2 separate regions of the Mus musculus genome follow, and region 2 is linked to region 1. The links are chromatin contacts, called in public Hi-C maps. All regions are on one chromosome and are shown on one strand. The core of a region is the stretch at or near the end of the contact, and the rest is flanking DNA. Distances in the headings are between cores, read along the strand shown.

The links. A called contact is a pair of places that touch in the nucleus more often than the background predicts.
Region 2: a Hi-C map of Th1 cells shows a contact between it and region 1, with 1.7 times the contacts expected there. The contact joins the enhancer-like site here to the promoter of Farsb in region 1. A contact is called at or near these places in 1 of 39 promoter capture datasets (macrophages), 1 of 15 datasets of contacts at CTCF or cohesin (the NIH/3T3 cell line), 24 of 484 Hi-C or Micro-C datasets (B cells, the G1E-ER4 cell line, the HPC-5 cell line and 9 more), 2 of 115 datasets of contacts at active chromatin or transcription factors (embryonic stem cells and pancreatic cancer cells) and 1 of 9 other capture datasets (pancreatic islet).

What each region holds. Positions count from the first base shown.
Region 1 is chr1:78,487,511-78,493,668 of GRCm38.p6, forward strand. It overlaps Farsb (phenylalanyl-tRNA synthetase, beta subunit), which reads right to left and starts at 1,387. Exons shown (of 17, transcript NM_011811.4): 1 at 1,275-1,387. The coding sequence starts at 1,332.
Region 2 is chr1:78,446,698-78,453,597 of GRCm38.p6, forward strand. The region is part of intron 15 of Farsb (phenylalanyl-tRNA synthetase, beta subunit); the gene reads right to left. Among named protein-coding and RNA genes, the nearest start is that of Farsb, 39 kb to the right of the region's middle. Within about 2 kb of position 5,309, at least 23 of the 459 cell types and tissues checked have an H3K27ac peak or open chromatin away from gene starts, as enhancers often do. A contact at or near this core is called in Th1 cells, where this site is marked.

The DNA of each region.
Region 1 (6,158 bases), core at 137-2,636:
GAATATGATTTAGAGTAACAGGGCAAGTGAGGTATATTAATAAGCTTACTATATAAGGGAAACTGGTTAGGAAATTAAAACCACATTCCAAAAGCAAAGCGATTTCCTGTTTCTAAGGCCTTGGTCACAACTATAATTGTATCACTTGGGAGACTGAGTCAGGAGGATTGCCACAAGTTTAGAGTCAGCCTGGACTTCAGAATAAGGTTCTGTCTCCAAAAGAACAACGACAAAATCCGACAAACACAGGGGGTGAGTAATATCTAAAGTCCATCCTTAGGAAAAAAAAATCTTAAAAGTTTACTTGTACGACATCAGTACTGTGGTGTTATGAACCTGCTCCATTTTGTCCTCTAATTTTGGCCTCTAATACTCAAAAACAAGGAGGCTCTCATAAAACACTCGCTCTGACCTTTATAGAAGCTGATAACTACAGGGTGAGGCTGATACCATTTCAACTTACTACATCTGTGTTGGAAATGATAATTTGACTAATATTTACCTCCCTTCCCCCCCCCCCCACAATGGTTTAGTTTTAGAACTGAGAAAGAGGGAAGTGTGTCATGAATGCTAAGCCCATAGAAGTGATTCCATTTAGGGGTCAAATCAATGTTAACTATCAAATGCTACCCCTGCACAAAACCTGGTTTCCTTTCCCAGAAACATTTAGCATGTCCAATAAACCGTTTTACTAACATCATGGTTTGTTATTTTTCTCATGTATGTGTCATGTGCACAGCTCTACTCCCAAACACTGCCTGACACACTTCTGGAGCCTGGTCAACACTAAAATAAAGCCAATGCCGGGCTTGGTGGCACACGCTTGTTATCCCAGCACTCAGAAACTGAGGCAAGAAGACCGACAGTTCGAAAACAGCCTGGGCTACATAGTGAGACCCGCATCTTTCTTAAACGTCTCCCCTTCGCTGTCAATCTGGTTCCACAGCCTACAGTTGTGATGGAACCCAGGGTACGTTTCCTCGTCTGTGTCCCGACACCAAAGTCCGTGCTGGGCACGGAGTTGGAGCTCGGTCTCTAAATGAATGACACGGAGAGCCCGACACGCGCTGATGATGCAACGGAGCCACCGCGGAGCTGGTTCCGAGAAGCTACTTCAGCGCAGCCGAGTCTCCTCGCCCAGCAGCGCGCCCCTGAGGACTCTGGCCGTGCCGGGCCAAACCCCACGTAGCGGCATGAACGCCGCCAGCACGTTCTTCTGCAGGGCGAGCAGACTTCCCCAGGCACCGAGCCCAAGCCACGGGGCGGGCACTCACTGTAGGTCCGGCCCAGGGCTTGGAAGAGCAGGTCTCGCTTTACGCTGACAGTCGGCATGGCGAGTCGTGGACACTGCGCCTGCGCCACATGCGGGGCCTCAGCGACCCTAGAGTGAAGGACCCGACGCTCCGCTCTTGGGCTGTCTCACGTGATGCCTGTCTAAATTCAACCATTTGCACATCCGTTTTCCAGCCGAATATAGGAAAACACCTCTCTCTGGATTATTTAACATAGTTCTGTTGTGACGATAACCAAAAAGTTTGGAAAATAGGTGTAATCGGGTGGAATTATCTCTATTTTGACAGGCAAGAGTGAGAACAGACCTCAGAGGCCTGGATGCTTCCCAAAGCCCTAGGGAAGATGCCAAGTTGGGTAGGCGGAGCGCTAGATTGGTGGGAAGGACTTCCAGGTAGAGAAGTCCGCCCAGAGGTATTTGAAAAGCAAGGTAAACGGATGCAAGACTTCCTGCAAAGAAGAATATGCAAATACTAATGGCAAGGTCTGTTAACAGGCCACATTTTTTTACTTTTTTGAGACAGGTTTCTCTGTCGCCTTGACTGTCCTGGAACTCGCACTATAGACTAGGCTGGCTTTGAACTCCGAGAACTTTTGAGATCCGTACCTCCCTAGTGCTGGGATTAAAGGCATGCGCCACCACTGCCGGGCTTTTACTTAATCCTTTAACCCTCTTGAAACTACAGATTTTATACCCGAGCCTTGTTCGAACGCAGCAGCAGCCCTGTGGGTAGGCGTTGTTAGAGACCGCAGGACTTTTCTGTCAGATGCTGTACTCAGCCTAAAAAGTGCACGAGCAGATTTGCTCCTTAGAATAACTCTGAGGGACAGTACGTCAAATCATGGGCCACTGAGATGTCAGGACTTAATCCCGTGTAGCCTGCAAATGCTACTTTATGTGGTATCAGAGCCTATGTGGAATAAGCTAAGGGTTTTGAGATGGAACTTAGCCTAGGTTATTAGGATGGGCCCTAAATGCAATTGACTGTAGACTCAATAAGCGGAAGGCAGTGATTCCAGTAAGGTCACTAAAAAAAATAAAGTCAGTAGTCTTCGAAACTGGAAGAGATAAGGAGGGAAATCTCTCCTAGCCTATTCAGCAGCCCCCAAAACACTTGGATTTGGGCCAGTGAAATTGCTTTTGGGTTTCTTGCCTCCAGAACTTGAATATAACAAAGTTCTGTTTCATCTCATTCATTATTCTTTATGATTTGAGATAAAGGCTCAACTCTATAGCTGAAGCAGTCCTGGAACTCATCCTGTAGCTCTGGATGGCCAGAAATTTTCAGAGTTTTAAGGTGTCCTGAAAGACAAGAATATAAGTTACCTCACCAGACTCAAGTTTCTGTTTGAAATCAAAAGTTTGTAGTACTTCCTTTCAGCAGCCATGAAAAAACAAATACATCAAAGCAGGAAGATAAAACAGCCATGGACTGTGGGACTCACCTAACCTGTAAGGCATAGCAGAAACATTGCTTCCTCAAGAGAAAATAAAGCAAGGACCAACACTGAGGAAGTGAGAACCCTTCACTTGAGGAAGCAGAACTGAGGCTAGACTTAGGCCATCATAACTCTTAATAAGTTTTCCACTGCACTAATTTCCACTTATGGCAAGTCCCACGTGTAGCTTTCTGACCCTAAATTCCAGTAAGTGGGCACTTACTGAGTTCACCAACTCAAATGCTCATCTCTCAGAAACATACAACTAACAGTATTTGGCTACTTATTAAGGGATCTATTAACTCAGGCATTTGACCATAACATTAACTCTCATACTTCATAAGAGGATTTAAAATGCCGCTTTGTTTCCCCTGATATGTCACTATAGGCGTGTTTTAAGAAATTATAGATGGATGTGGGAAACAAAGTAAATAATGCTATTTGGAGAGTAAACCAGAAATAGTTCTTAATATTTTACTTTTAAGGATTATTTCCCCATGGAGATTTACAAAGTTCCAGCCCAATTTAAATTATTTTTTCTATTGATTCTGGGGTTTAGGTTGTATTTTTTAAAAATCTTCCTCCACACATTTTTTAAAAACCATGTTTTCCTTTTTGAGTACATCAGTAGAATTCTTTTCCATTTAAATCTCAGATCTTTTTTGAGATTTGTTTTGGTTTTTGGAGCTAATGAACAAGCCAGTTTTATTTTATTTTCAAACAGCAATGCCAATACCATTTATTAAAAAGCTTTTTTCCCCATCCAGTTTGTAATATCACATATTAAATTTCCACATATATTTGGATCCACTGCCAGAGTGTCTGTTTCAATGCCAGCACCAAGCTCTTTTAATAATTATGGTGTCATTTTCCAAACCCCTCCTGGAAACCAGTTCCAAAGGCCAAAGAACCACATTGTCAAGTTTAGTTACAGCAGTGACCCTACTTCTCCAGTTACTTTTCCCATTGCTGTGACCAAAAACACCCGACGGAAATAATTCAAGGGGAAAAAAATTATTTTTGGCATCCTTTCAAAAGGTTCATTCAGTTGGTCACGGTGGGCAAGGCAAGGAGAGGCAGTTCACATCTCAGAGGGCCAGGCAGCAGGGCTGGAAATGTGGGTGCACCCTTAGCATTCCCCCTTCATGTTTTCATTCCATCCAGGCCTCTAGCCCATAGAATGGTGCCACCTACATGCAAGACAGATCGTTACCTCTCTGGACTCAGCCTTTACAAACACAGCCAGCTGTGTACCTCCCCAGCTTCTAGGTGTTCTAAATCCAGACAAGTTGGCAATGATAATAACTTTCATAAGCATGTTTTCTCTTTCATCATGAAACCTCAGTCTTGGAATTATTCTAAAGAAAAAACTGGTATCATTCTTTGTAATATAGAAAAAAAAATGAAACAGCTGAAACATCTAACATGGCTTGGTTAAAGTGTTTCGATACAACCCAGTAGGAACATTAAAAGCCATGTAGCAGGCCAGGGATTCAGCTTCCTGGTAGGGTGTTTATCCAGCATGCATCACATCTTTGGATTCATGTCCAACACCCCAAAGTAAAATATAAATCAAAAGAATGTTGACTGTGGTGGTAGTTAGTGTTAATTTTCAACTTGACAGAATCTCCGACCACCTGGGAGATGGGCCCCTGAGCATGCCTTTGAAGGATTATATTGATCGTGATGTGAAAGGACGCATCATAATTATGGTTGGGACTCTTGCCTCGGCAGGGGATTCTAGAATTCATCCCTGTCTAGTTCTTGATTAGGGATGTGGTATGAGAAGCTGCTTCAAGCTCTTGCTGCCTTGACGTCCCTCTTTGAGGACTGTACCTTGAGCAGTAAACTAAAATATGTTTCCCTTACGTAGCGTTTTCAGAGTATTTCATCACAGCAGCAGGGGAAACGCACACATTATGTATGCATATAATGTTGTGAGATCTTTTTTGAGAAAGAGAGAGTTACTCTGTGTGACTGGAATTATATAAACCAGGCAGGACAGGAGCTCTCAGAGATCCTTCTGCCTCTGCCTCCCAAGAACAAGGATCAACGACGTATGCCACCACAGCCTATGTGTGCTGTGGAAATTTTAACAGGAAAAGACTTTTCAACAAATAATATGAAAATGAAATTATTGTATATGCTTAAAATGATTAATTTTGCTCAGTTGAGTGTCTAAATTGTGTAAATATGAATGGAGGGTATGAATAAAGACAACAATGTACAATATACATCTAAGTGTTATAGCTATCTCTAGGTGGTTCAACTATTTTCTTCATTATATATTTTATAGTTTATAAAACTATAATTAATAATCATTGCTTTTATTATAAAGAAGTGTCATTTTGAAACACAATATTGGTTGAACTGGAGAGATGGCTCAGTGGTTAAGAGCACTGACTGCTCTTCCAGAAGTCCTGAATTCAATTTCCAGAAACCACATGGTGGCTCACAACCATCTGTAATGGGCAGCCTATTCCCTCTTCTGGTGTGTCTGAAGACAGCAACAGTGTACCCACATACATGAAATAAATAAAAAATCTTGGGAAGACCCACTTCCAAGTGCTCTAACATAACCAGGATCATAGGATCAGAGGTGAAGAGGACACAACATCTGCCCCATCACTGGAAGTAACTGGGACCAGTGAGACCCAGGCACCCAAGAACTCGGCCCAACCAGTGGCACGGGTTCCTTCCAGTCTGAGCTGGTGCCCTGAGCAGAACTTGGGCATGAGCTCCACAACCAGTCCCACAACACCCAGAAAAAACTCCACCCCCAGGTACTCTAACATGCCCAGGTCCACTGGACCCCAGGAGCTTGGTCACACGGTATCTCAGGCTCCCAGAAGCAGCTTGACTCCCAGGAGCTCTGACACACCCAGGATCTCAGGATCACAGAATCACAGGATCATAGAGGCAGCTGAACTCCAAGGAGTTCTGACACAACCAGGATCACAGGAAGGACAGGCTCCAGTCAGATATATCGAGGGCAGGTAGCACTAGAGATAATAAGACGGTGGGAGGCAAGCGTAAGAACACAAGCGACAGAAACCAAGGTTACCTGGCATCATCAGATCCCAATTCTCCCAATACACCATCACACCAGAAAGGCAAGATTCAGTTCTAAAATCACTTCTCATGATGGTGATAGAAGATATTAAGAAGGACATAAATAACTCCCTTAAAGAAATACAGAACACAGGTAAACAGCTAGAAGCCCTTAAAGGGGAAATACAAAAATCCCTTAAAGAATTACAGGAAATCACAACCAAACAGGTGAAGGAATTGAACAAAACCATCCAGAATCTAAAAATGGAAGTAGAAACTATAAAGAAATCACAAAAGGAGACAACTCTGGAGATAAAAAACTTACGAAAGAGATCAGGAGTCAAAGATGCAAGCATCACCAACAGAATACAAGAGAT
Region 2 (6,900 bases), core at 4,059-6,558, 37 kb before region 1:
AATCTGTGTCCATCAATAGTATTTTAATTTATGAAGATTATCTTCTCAGTAACTCCTGACTGAATAGACACAGAGAAAGAACGGTTTTCACCAGTTAACACTTCCTGCATGCTAAGCTTGAGGCACTCTAGTCTTCCTTACACGAGAATGCCCAGTGACACTAGTGGACTGACACAAACTAAACACTTATTTTCTCAATACATAACTAAAGTCTGGAAAGAGGCAAGCACAGGGAGGCAACTACCATGCCAGGCCAGGAGCACAGAGTGGATCCTATTCCAAAGCAGCCTAAGGGACGAGTGCCGCGCTGCCACCTGTGCTACTGTTCCCACCAAGGACCAAGAACTCCGATATCTAAACTCTCTAATCAAAGGTGAGGCTAAGGATAATATTAAAATCAGGCAGGTATAAATGCCAGGGAACCCAACAATATGTGTAAACTAATATGAGAGGCCTAATTCTGCTGCAGAAATGTAAACACACACATACACACACACACACACACACACACACACACACACACACACACACACACAGTCTTTCTCCTCCTGAAGGGAGAAAATGAAGTGCAACAGAGCTAAATGGCCCTTTCATACTGCTGACTTGCTTCTGGGTCCTCCTGCCATGTGGTCCCCATGTGTTGGTGTCAAGGCCTCCACTTGAACACAGGCATGCACTGAACCCACTTTGTAGCTCCACACTCACCGTGAGAGAACAGGCCGACAGTAAGGCCGCCATTCCAAGGGCTCACCAATGCAAATGAGAAGCTGCCTTAGTTTGGTAATCTTTGCCTTGGTCTACTTTTTCCTAATCTCCAAATTATTTAAAGTGAACCTTTCTTGATAACAGTAAAATATCTAGACCAAAACCACAGAAGTTTTAAAGCAATTTATGTGCTTTGAGGAACTATAGCAAAAAAAAATTTACAGTTAAAACTTTAAAAAAGAGCTGCAAACAGAGTCAGTTGACAGAGTGCTTTAGCACTGCACGGTGGCACTAGCATCTCATGTTCAAGGGCATCCTCGGGGACACAGTGAGTTTAACGCTATCTTAGGCTACATGAGCCCTTCTCTTCAAAAAGATAAAAAATAAAATTAAAGTTTATTTCTTTTAAGAAAAGTTTCAGGATATTTATAACTTATGTGGGAAATAATAAACTAACTTCTAGGTTTAATTTTGCAATACTTTGAGGGCTGCGTGTTAACCTCATTATTTAGGTGTCCTCCCTACCCCACGGTTTTTCACATTTTCCAGAGGTACCACCCCCTCTGGATTTGGTTCTTCATATTTTGTTTAAACATTCACTCTCCATTCCCATCATCGCCCACAGAAAAATGATGAGGTATGCTAAAACTCCCACCTCCTTGCCTTCTGCAGGAGAGGCCATATTACATCACAGGAAGTAAAGACTGCATGCCACAAAGTAAGAACTATTTAGATTTCATGCCAAGGCTAGGGTTTGTTGGAAATGCCTTGGTTCTTTATAACTCAGTTAACAGACCTCTTGTGTCATGCCATCAAACAATTCTGCTTCTTAAATGGGCCTGCCAAGTATGTCAGCCTAAATTATCCATGTATTGCACAGACTTCAAAGTACTGCCTGGAGAGAGCTGATCTAAACCACCCAAAGGAGGGGTGGCTAGATGCAGTTCTGTGAGCTCAAAGAATACAACACATGAGGGTTTGTTTGGTTTGTTTAAGGAAAAGAAAAGGGAGTGGCACACAGTGCTGAGCATGTGACTCATATCCTAGGCTTTGCCATCGGCTTCCAGGCAGTGTAGATCCTGTTGCACCAATGATTAGAGGGGAATTAGTGGTTTCTGGTAATAATATCATCTAGGGTACAGAGTCATCCTTACACTCACATGTACCCAGACGCCAAATAAAGATGCTGTCAGAACAAAAGTGTAAGGGGAGAACAAAAAGCTTCTGGAAAAATCAAGGGCTGATACTGTGCTCATGCTGGAGATTCACAGTAGGCCAGACTCAGAGAATGAAGCACTTCACTGGTGCATCTATGGCTACCTTTCCAGCAGCATTTTCAACACTGGTACTCACAAAACCGTAACTCATGCTGCAGACCTGCCTCCTAAAGAATTTTAGCATGTTCTAAATGACCACAGCTAATGTAGGGAACCAAGAATCCTGATGTATTCCTTACAGGACTATAAATTAGTATAGTGAAATAAGTAAGCAAAGGCATGGAAGTGAAGGAGGGACTAGATGGGGAGATCAGCGGCAGTGACGGGGTTACAGGCCATGAGGGTGTGAATAAAACACAGGGCACAATAGGCAGTGGGTGCCCTTAATCCCAGCACCAGGCAAAGGCAGTCAGACTGGAGGCCAGCCTGGTTTACAAGTTCCAACCAAACCAGATGTAGCTGTTTTAAGAAAAAAGAGGAGAACAGGAAGAAAAGAAAATGGCATAGTAAAATCCATTTTATAGGTATAATTAATGTATGCAATATAGTACCATATACGACATATGTATAGACATAACTATATGCTGGGTATGTTGGCTCATGTGAACCTGTAAGCAGGATGTAAGTTTGAAGATAGGCAAGATCACAGAGCAAGACCTGACTCAAAACCAACAAAGTCAAAACAAAAACAAAAACAAAAAAGAGAAAAAAAATCAGTTAAAAAGTTTAGAAAATAATTTACTAAATTATCAAATATTTAAATGTATATACCTAGGGACTGACAATTATTTCTAAAATAATTATTTGCTCAAGGGAAAATGATACTCACTTAAAGACATACTTTAGGAAAAGTCTCAGGACCATCATTCATTCATGCTCACTCTGCTTTCCATATGGTAGACTATTATACAACTATTAAAAATGAGATCACTAGTATGCATCCAGATAGGTTAGATTAAGTGTAACCGCATCTGTATAAACTACAAAACTATCACTTTCTTTGTAGCTGCACACAGAAGTGTAACATGGCCACAGATATATGCAAGGACAGGCAGTGAATTAATTCTAGATGTGGAATGTCTGACAAGTTGTAGATCTTATTTTTTTAATTAAACAGAAGAACAAAATTCCTAAATCAATAAAACATATTCATGAAAGCTTAAGAATATTAAAAATATATGTTCAATTGTAAGGAACAAAAAAAAAAATCCAGCAAAAACTTTCCTAAAATGCTTTTATATGGCAGCACCAAAGTATACACTTTTATTTTAAAATGATGCTGAGAAGCCAAGAAACAAATGTGAAAAGAAATCTCTAAAATGCTCAATGCATCCAGGGGAAATTTATATTCCTGAGGGTTGGCTTCTATGTTGTTAACAGAAACCTGGAATGGATTTTTATCTATTAAAAAAAAATACAGCACTGGATGCATGACAAGGCACATTATACTCACGTTAGCAGATCTTAACTTTGTGGAACCAAGCACACAAAAATAACTTTCTATATTAAAAATGATATATTTACTCAGCTAAGATGCCATCTCATATGAGAAGGATGCTACTTCAAAAACTGTTAACGTCAGTCTCCTTACACCCATGTTTTTTGAATTATTAATTGGAAATTCTACATGCCAAAAAATATGAAATGGTGAAATTAAATTAATCCAGACTGATGACATAAGCCCTCTTCAGAAAGCCGCATTCCACATGTGGATGCTGGATAATCTTCTATTATCTGAGGCTCCAGAATTGATGGACAGTATCTCAGAAGATAGGTATTCACAAACCTATAATAAAATCTTCTTCTTTAGCCGTCATCGAACACGTAAGTTTCATACCAAAACTTATGAAGACTGGACCCTTCTTTCACTCATCCATGTCTACTTTCTGTCAGCTAGAGACTGACGCCATAGTCTTATGCGTGCCCGTGTTTAATGTTCCGTAACCCGTGGCAGATAAGCACTGACATCGCATGTGTGCATGTGTGTACGGATAGTATGCTGAGGAACAACCCACACGAAGACCAACCGTTACGGTGTGTGGTGGCCATGATGCTGGAGGGAGGAAGAAGAAATACAACTCTGAAACAGACCTTGCAATTAAAGGCTTAAAACATAAATTCCTTATTTCCACATGCACTTAAGAAGGGTAAAAAGAAACAGACCGTCTTCTCGCTTACAGAGGCGTCTGGGACAAGGTGAGTGTTTGGGAACCATTTCTCTGTAACCTGGAGGCAGGGAAAATGGAGTTCAAAGCAGGAGCCGCTCTGGAAGATGGAGCAAGGTCTGAGGGAGTCAAAAGCTCAGAGTAGCTGAGCTTCGAGAAGAAAGGGAGGCTGTCTAGAGCTTATGTGAGAGCTCGAACCCAGTGCACTTAGTACAGCAGTGACCAAGTCCAAACCGTCTGAAACCATGCACGTGAGGCTGCTCCTTGGATGAGCGGGTTATGCTGATCTGCTCCTAATGACGTAAGCCCCCAACCCCTTTACAGAGCAAGCCAAGCTCACCCACATCCTTAAGTTCCTGTTCCTTTTAGACCTGCTCATCCTCGACCCAGAGATCCGCTTTCTTGCATTTCAGTGAGATTCGAGGCATAGTGGCAGCTTCCACAGCACTGAGGGAGGAACTGTGACTACAGGACTCAACTGTGTTTAAACCGTGGGAAGGCCTGATTGTGCAAACTGTGCTAGCTTTTCCAGACAGGCAGCCTTTTGCTCATCCCTGCAGTTTTCCTGGCTTTTAAAAATATTTTGTTTACGGTTTGGTCATTCCTGACATTGAAGTGAATGACGATTAACATCTGAAAGCAGCCAGTAACTTTCACAGCAGCCTTGCATGCTCGCCACAGCTACCCTCCCTGCTACAAAACTAAAAACTTACCCTAGGGCAGAGTCTGTACTCAGTTTCTTGTTCCAAAAACACATGCCACTCTGTCCACCAAAAGGGGTAAATCAGCTCAGGCCCCTGAGTCATGACTAATTGTTAAAAGTGTTACAGCAGCTTCGGAGCTTGAGGCTCAGCAAATGCAGTGGCTGCTCAGCCTCACACAAGCCAAACGTGCCTGATTTACAGTGAAGTCTTAATGCCTGAAAAGTGTGCCTGACTTGGTTTCAAAACTGCCAGCCTGACAGCCTCATTCATCACGATGGCCAGTGAGAGCAGTGCTCGTTAGAGTAAAATGTCTGATTAGGTCAAGCAGGGAAATGGGAGTAGTCTTTTGCTTGCTTTCAGAAAAACTTGGGTCAGACAGGAAAAGAAAGAAATTTAGATTCCATTCTTGTCTTCATTTTGGAAGCTATGTTTGCCAAACAGACACTCATATGAGGCTCAGGGGTGCTAGGATTTTCTCGGCATTACAGAATGAGTTACTGGCAGTCCTAGGTCCATTCTCTGCATTCCCAGGGTACTTTGCACATTCTCTCCACATGGAACATGGATACACGGGGTGGCCAGTGAGCCCCAGGGTTCTGCCAGCCCCTGCCTCCCTGGTCTTGGTAAGACAGGCACATGCTGCCAGGCTTGGTTTCTCACATGGGTGCTGAGAATCTGAACACAGCTCTACATGTAGATGTGGCAGGTGCCCTCTTAGACTTACAGTCCTTTCTAGTTTTCTATCACTGTGGTTAACTAGACCACCTGGTTCCTGCTTGCCACACATCACCATTTTTTTGAACCCCATAATTTTGGGACTGCTCACTAAAGAGATTTGGGAAATCTCATTATTAATTGGAAAATCCCTCTATCAGTTATTTTGGTAGTTTCAAAAAGTTTCATTTAGGAACATATGGCCAGGAGAGAGAGGACTTCTAATTTGTAAATGGTAAATTACTCAAAGAGAAATCTCTGTGATTTATTGATTGACTGACTGATTACTGCTATGCCAGTGTAGTTTTCACCCTGTAGACTCAGACAGAATTAATGCCAAGAACTCCCAGGGCAGGTAGCTTTGCATCCAATTTTGGTATTCCATGGCAGAATGCAGCAAAGCATTTCTTCCAGAGCTGGTACCACCCAGATCCACTTAGGTCTGAACATCATCTTTCCATCCTGGTGAGCTTTAGTATCAAGACCAAAAAGCATGCGGCTGCCCGAGGAGAAGGAGCAGTCTTTCACTATCAAGCCTGTGGGGCTTAAGGTAGCCTCGGGACTCTCCGGGTCCCCTTTCATTCTGACAGTGCTTAGCAGGCAGGCCTCTGCCCAGGCTCCCCGCCTACACTGCAACAGTGGCAATGGGATCGCCCAGTGCAAGGAGGTGACTGATTTTTACAAGTAAAGTCTTACATTTAAAAGTATGGTTTAGGTTTCTCATAAAGGGGAAAAAAACACAAAAGAAGAAAATCTAACAACACTAAGTCCCTTAAAGATTAGGATAAAAAAATCAAGGAGCATTGTCTCTGCAAAGCACAGTGACACTGTTGGCCACCCTGGTCTTTAAGCACTACAGCAGAAAATGGACATGACCCGAGCCAGCAGCATCTGGCCCTAGGACTGCCAACACCCTAACAAGAACAGGAGTCATCACTCACTATGTGGCTAAAACTTTCTAAATGCAGTTTCACTCCATCCTTACTGCAGCTAATGAAGCAAGTGCTGTCATTACCCCATTGTACAGATGAGAAGACAGTCAGAGTTCAAATAAACTGTGTACCATAGAAGCATAACTAAAACCCACGCCTTATGGATGTAGTCTGCAGAACCCAGACTCACTACTGCCTCCCTACAGATGCTGTAGACCCTTTCCTGTAGGCCAGATGACTTGGAGGGATCATCATGTACTTATTTAGAATACCGCCTCAGAAAAGTTCTTGTTATGAAATAAGATCCAGGCCTACCTAAACAGAAAACATACTCCATCTCAACAAAAGGAAACATGTTTTCAAGTCGTAACCTCAGTGAGTAATTTAACTTCCCTTCATTTTTCACATGCTATTGATATGATAGAAAATATTAAAGAAGCAGTACAAGCCAATGCAAGATAAA